Regions from separate parts of the Bos taurus genome. Here region 1 is linked to region 2. Evidence: chromatin contacts called from public Hi-C data. All regions are on one chromosome and are shown on one strand. The core of a region is the stretch at or near the end of the contact, and the rest is flanking DNA. Distances in the headings are between cores, read along the strand shown.

Region 1 (3,662 bases), core at 513-3,012, 330 kb after region 2:
TCCGTGCACCACAGCTAGAGAAGCCTGCCCACTGCAACAAAGACCCAGCCCAACCAAAAAAAAATAGCCCTAGTATAAAACATCAATGTAATTAAGATTGTTTTTTCCTAAAACAAACAAAAAATACTATGGATTTAATCGTAATAAAAGAATATCAAATCACTTTCTGTAAATACCTCTGATGAGTCATTTTCACCAAACCTGGACTTAATAGAAAGACATTTTGATTAAGAATAAGTAGGAATGAGGAAGAGAAGTTTAAACACAAATTATACACCAAGTTGTTTGGAACCTTTGGCCTGTTCTGCATAAATATTTTAAATAGTCTTAAATTCACCCAAATATTTAGAGTTGTTCAGTTGCTAAGTCAAGTCCAACTCTTGCAACACCATGAACTGCAGCGCTTCCAGGCTTCCCTGTCCTCCAGAGTTTGCTCAAATTCATGACCCTTGAGTCAGTGATACCATCCAACCATCTCATCCTCTGTCACCCCCTTCTCCTCCTGCCCTCAATCTTTCCCAGCATCAGGGTTTTTTCCAGTAAGTCAGCTCTCCCCATCAGGTGGCCAAAGTACTGAAACTTCAGCTTCAGCATCAGCATGAGTCCTTCCAATGAATATTCAGGTTTGATTTCCTTCAGGATTGACTGGTTTGATCTTGCTGTCCAAGGGTAGGGGCCCCAAACTCAAATGCCTACCTGGGGCCAGACTGGTGATAAATGAGTGATGCAGGCTGGTTGCTGATAACAGAGAGGCTGTGGCAAACTAGAAGGTGTTTCAAAACAGTCCAACGGAGCCAGCAAGCTGCAGCCTGTCCTGGGACATATGGCCAGATCTTTTCATTTTTCAAAATAATCCACAGGCTTCCCCGGCAGTCCAGTGGCTAAGACTCCCAATAAAGGGAGCACAATCCCTGCTCCTGGAACTAAGATCCCATCTGCTGCAAGTCCCCACCCGAAAAAAAAAAAAAAATTCCCACTTTTAAACGCAGGAATTAATTAAAATGTCAACACAGAAGGAGGGTCAAAATGCCTGTCAGGCCACTAGTCTGTGAACTCGGGATAGATTTTAAGTGGGTGTCAGCCCACATTTATGCCCTTGTAATCACAGGCTCTCTTAACAGCCTGACCTCATTGGACTCATTGCGTAGGAAGGATTGGGTCAGCCCTTGAGTCTAAGGTTTAAAAAGAAAGCAGAGCAAATAGGAGACTATTTTGGACATAGTGTCATCCAAACCGATGCCGCCCCCTCCCACGCCAAGCACCAATGAAGCATCTGTTACGAATATGATTAAGGGGGGAACACTGGGTATTTGGATTAATTAGTAAGAAAGTGAAAGTGAGTGAAGTCGCTCAGTCGTGTCCGACTCTTAGCGACCCCATGGACTACATCCCACCAGGCCCTCCGTCCATGGGATTTTCCAGGCAAGAGTACTGGAGTGGGGTGCCATTGCCTTCTCCGTTAACAGCGGCTAGGCATATTATATTTACTTGGAGCTGGTATACTTGGTGACAGCCGTAGTGCCCTCGGACGCGGCGTGCTTGGCCAGCTCCCCAGGTAGCAGCAAGACAGGTTTGGAGCTTTTGCAAGCTCCAAAAGCGTTAGCACCTTATTTTCCTCCGAAGAGGAAGGGAGTCAGCCTTAAAGGGGCAGGCACAGTCTTCCTTTTCTCCTTACCTGTTTGTGCTAACACCACCCTGGGGAGCAAAGCACAGGGCAAGTCAGTCACTTTGCCTTGGCGCCTCTTTTGGCGCTTTCTTTACAACTGCTCTCGGGATCCAGAATTCCCGGCGTCGCCTGCTACAGCACCCCTGGCCCCGCCCCTGCCCCGACCTCCTGCTCCGCCTTCCTTCCCGGCAGCGCTCTCTCCCTTCACCCGGGCTTCTTAAAGGGACAGAAGTGTGAAACCAGAGGAAAATAAGGGAATGTCAAATACTGATTTCTAAAAAATACGCTCTGAAGCCGTGGAGCATCTGCTTTGTGCCCATCACACTTCTAGGTACTGGGCATAGGGTGGTGAGCCAAATAGACACAGCAGAAATCCTTAATGACACATTCAGCTGAGATTAAATCATAATATGTCCTGATTATAATAATTTTCATACACGTACAATCTTTTTTGTTTCTTTAATTGTAACTTGTCATTTCAATTAACGCTCACTGATTCTATTGTTAGTAATAATTCCTAATAGATATTCAAGATCTAGGGACTTCCCTGGCAATCCAGTGGTTAAGACTCTCATTATCCCAATGCAGGGGGCATGATCCCTTGTCTGAAAACTAAGATCCCACATGCCACACGGTGTGGCAAAAAAAAAAAAAAAAAACCAGATCGGTTTGTCTCAGGATTTTAGTGTTTAACCAGCTAATGTATTCTATCATAGAGACAATTTTCAAATTGATCTTCTTTCCATTCCTCTTGCCTTGCCCTTAGATCTGCCTTATGATTGCTTGCCTGAATTCCTGCAACTGGTTTCTCTGCAATTCTGCCTTTTATATCCCATTCACTATTGTGCAATTTAAATGTTTTTTTCTGAAACTTTCATTCCATAGTCCAAAAAAAAAGGATTCCTACAAGATAAGCTAAGCAGATAAGCCAAGAGAAACAGACTGTAAGCCCTGAGAAGCAAACCTGGACTTTCTTTTCTATTGTTTGCTGTTGGTTTTTTATTTTTATTTATTTATTTTTGTCACAGGGCAAAAATCTTAGTTCCTTGATAAGGGATTGAACCTGTGCTCCCTGCAGTGGAAGCCTGGAGTCTTAACCACAGGACAGCCAGGGAAGTCCCTTTTGTTCTTTTTAATTGAGAGAAAGAATTGTCTCTCTTTTGTCAAAACTGACCCAAATGCAACCAAGCAGACCTGTCAATTGTTTGGTAACAACTGAGCTATCTATCTGACCTTGTGATTTTTGCCTTTAAATATCTGCCTACATCTCTGTACACGTTCCAATTCCCTAATAACTGGACACTCTTGCAAGTTAAAAAAATAAATCTCATACTCAAATTTGTCTTTAAAGTTTTTTTTGAACAAGTTATTTAAGTATACTTATTAGCTGTGTGACCTTGGGCACATTATTAAACCTTCCTAATGAATGGGGATCAGGATATGCCACTGTAGCACAGGAATTGTTTTGAGTGAAAGAGATTTGAGTTTCTGAAATCTCTTATCTGCCTAAAGCAGACTCTCCCCAAAGAACTCAATTGTCATAAAAGCCCTCCTTGAAAACACCCTTAATCTTCTTGGACTTGAAAAGTGGACACCACACCCAAACAGACATTGTCTCAAGATTATCATATCTCTTATCTATTCTCCTAGTAAACCACTTATCTTTCCAAAATGTCATTCCTATAAGCTCTCTTTCCCTATCACCTATGATGGAATAAAATGTATGTTTTTTAAGGCAGGACAAGAAAATTTAAGCGTAACACATGCCCTCCTGGACAGGGCTCTCCCTAATCTGCAATGTGCTTCTTCATTATACATTAACCAGACCTCCTCAAACACAGAAATGTCTGCTCAACCATAAAGTTCGTTTTTCCCTTCTTCTGACGCCAGCAATGTGACTCCTTAGAAGATAACATTCCTTTCCTAATCCTGTAAGGGGTCATGGTGACCTGCTGCTCCCTTCCTACATGTAGGTCTGGACTTCATGTCTCTGCTG
Region 2 (3,365 bases), core at 691-3,190:
TACAGAATGGACGCCCCAGAAATGACCACTTTGGCTGTACAGGTCCCTATTTTAGGGATCGGTTCTCTCAGAGTTCTGCTCTGTGCTGCCTTATCCCATGTGCCACAAGTAATGAATTTGAAAAATAAAATAAGAAAGAGACCATGTAGAGAATAATGTTAAGTAGACCTCTTCCTTAGTAATTTAAAATTCCTTGTTATGTCAACTGTATTACTTCTCCTCAAACTTTGTCATCAAATCCATTGTAAGCTGGTGGTGGTGTTAGCTACTCAGTGCTGTCCAACTATTTGTGACCTCAGGTACCGTAGCCCACCAGGCTCTTCTGTCCACAGAATTCTCCAGGCAAGAATACTGGAGTGGGTAACCATTCCCTTCTCCAGGGGATCTTTCCAAGCCAGGGATCAAACCCAGGTCTCCTGCATTGCAAGTGGATTCTTTACTGAGCCATTGTAGTTTAATACTGAACCAATACTAGTTCAGCTTAATCATTCTGTTCCACAACAGATAAATTAGAGTAGACTACTTAAAGCTAACACACTTACCTTTAAATCATTACTCCTTTATTACTGTATATGCTACCATTTCCCTCCAAACTTGTCAGTACCACTCCACACAGTGTTTACTTCTTTGGTCCTAGGGACAGCAATAAACATTTTATAATTGATAATAAATTCAACATAAAATTTGTAATTTTATGTTATTTATATAAAATTCACATTAAACTTATAATAAAGATACATACTCATTTGCTTACTTGAATATGACATCGCTGCTCAAACCGTGTTAAGGCTGGATCAAAAGCAAACTAAGCTTACTGAATTCTTAAGAAGGCAAAGTAACAAATAGAAACTGGGTCTGCCGTATATTACCATTTACTTTTTAAGTGATAATTCAAGTGCACGCCTCCTGACCCACTCCTTCTATCACTCTAAACACTTTCAACTTAACAATTCTTTATCGAATTAGAAAATGAGAATCCAACTGCACAGAAAAAAATAAAACCATAACTCTTTCATGTTAACACCTAATAGAACTCGTTTGATTTAGAGTTAACACATTAATCAGAAAAATCCCCAAACAAGCTCTGCGACGCGTTTATTTAAATACACCCCAGCTCATCCCCTTCACCTACTCTTCTTTTTATTTTGAAGGCAGACACTAAAATATTACAAATAAATTGTTTTCACTGAAACCATTCTCTGAAAACTTGCTGTTCCCAAAGGACATCTGCTTAGGAAATTCGTATCCCTCGAGAACATCTAAAATCGGTACGCATTTGTGCATTTAAAAATGCCTCGAGGGGCTAACTACTGCTGAGGAACGGAAAGCGACTCCGGCACCAACGTGTTTGCGGGCCACTTGGAGACCCAAGCTGAGCAATTTTGTTTTGGGAGGTTCGGCCTAATGGGGGTGGGGAAGAAGGGAACACTGGAAAAATAAATTCAAAACAAAGATTTTTTTTTTTTTCAAGCCAGCGACAGGAAATCATTAAAAACATAAGCCACTCTCACATCCATCAGTCTAACCAATCGCCTTGCAGTTTAACAAAATGCGTCCTCGCAGTCGCCACCCGCGACCTCTGTGGTGAGGAAAGGCGTTCCACAGAAACACCCGGCGAGGCGCCGCCCTCTGATTCGGAGTCGACGTCCGCCCCGGTTCCCGGCCCACCCCGCGCGGTGGGCGGGCACCGACCCGAGCCCGGCGGGCCAGCCTTCACCGCTGGCCAGAGACTCGAGCCCCCGGAGAGCCCGTAGCCGCCGCTCAGTCCCCACCACAGAACAAAAGCACTCGCCGCGCACACCCAGTCCCCGCCTGCGGTCACCTGGGCTGCCAGTGCCCCCCCGCCCCGCCGAGAACTCGAGGAAACGTGCGAGTGCCGGCGGGAACCAGGTCCCTACTTACCTACCGGAGCTGAACCCAACAGGGGCGAGCCGGGAAAACGCAGCTCCTCTCGGCCCCGGAGTTTAAGTCAACTCGGGTCCGCCTCCAGGGGCGGGTCGAGGGGGAGGCCCACTCCCGGAAAGCCAACCCCGCCCCGGCGCAACGGCTGTAGCGAGACCCGGTATCCGGTACCGGGGTCCTAGTGCCGCTCGGATAAAGTAGAGTCCGGGGAGCCCGGCCCTTCGGTTATCTCCCAAGCTTGCACAGCTAGCTCATGTATCTGAAGAAGAAAACTTCTCCAACAGTGGCTCTTTGTCTTTAACTTGCATCAGAATCTTTTGAAGGTTAAAAAGGGACTGAAAAGCACCACCTACAAAATTACCCATTCAGTAAGTCTAACTCCGGGCTGAAAATGTATATTTCTAACAAAGGGGAACATCCTTTAACACAGAAAAACTTTCTCAAAGCAAATAGACTCTTTTTGCCTGAGGATTTCTATAGATCAAAGTTGTGAAAATTAATACAGTAAAGGGAAACCTCACCAAAATAGAGTTGAGAGGCCAGAAGGGGGAGCTGTCATACAGTACGGTACCACTCTCAGTAAATTACAGAAAGAATTGTCAATTACAGGGCCCAACAGGAAAAGATGTAAGCTGTCCAACAAACTTTTTGACCAACCCATACATTGCGGCTGCTAAAAGAAATAGACTACCCCACAACTCAGCCAATGAGAAACTGTCACCCTCACTTTTCCCCAATGAAACTTCCTTCAAAAGAACTGCCCCCAAACTCCTTTTTCTCCATAAAGTAACTTTGCTTTGTTTGTTGGACTCTGGCTTTTGCTACAGTTTGCTTGACCCAAATTGCATTTAGTTACCAACTGCAAACTGACACTGCCTGCTGCATGACTGGCCAATAAATCGAGGGGCCAGTTGTTGGAACAAAGAATAGCGACTTTATTCAGAAAACCAACAGACAGAAGAGATGGCAGAGCAGTGTCCCAAAGAAACATCTTAAACCTGAATTAGAATTCAGGCTTCTTTTATACTAAATGGGGAGGGAGTGTGGTTGGGTGTTGCAGGTATGAAGGTGTGACCTTCTTGGTGCAGGTCATGCCCCCAAGGTGATATGATAACCCTCTGCTCCTGCAGCCATCCACATAGGTCTGGTTAGGATGGTCCTGTAAACATAAAACAAGACAATTGTTATTCTCTGTTCTGCAATTTTTTATCTCTGCATAAAAGAAAATTGGGCTTCCCTGGTGGCTTAGTGGTAAAGACTCTGCCTGCCAATGCAGGAGAACCAGATTTGATCCCTGGGTCAGGAAGATCCACCGGAGAAGGAAATGGTAACCCACTCCAATATTTTTGCCTGGGAAATCCCATGGACAGGGAGCCTGGTGGGCTATGGTCTATGGAGTCATAAAAGGGTAACAGTAACAAAACAACAACAAACGAAAACTGTTACACATTTAAAGGTCAAGC

What was found. Hi-C and Micro-C count contacts between places; a contact is called where the count stands out from the background.
Region 1: a contact with region 2 is called in a Hi-C map of skeletal muscle, with 7 times the contacts expected there. The contact joins the promoter of ETFBKMT here to the promoter of RESF1 in region 2. A contact is called at or near these places in 4 of 11 Hi-C or Micro-C datasets (blastocyst, liver and skeletal muscle).

The regions. Positions count from the first base shown.
Region 1 is chr5:78,280,680-78,284,341 of ARS-UCD2.0, forward strand. It overlaps ETFBKMT (electron transfer flavoprotein subunit beta lysine methyltransferase), which reads right to left and starts at 1,763. Exons shown (of 5, transcript XM_059887011.1): 1 at 1,676-1,763.
Region 2 is chr5:77,948,922-77,952,286 of ARS-UCD2.0, forward strand. RESF1 (retroelement silencing factor 1) reads right to left here and starts at 1,941. Exons shown (of 7, transcript NM_001101072.2): 1 at 1,903-1,941; 2 at 543-633.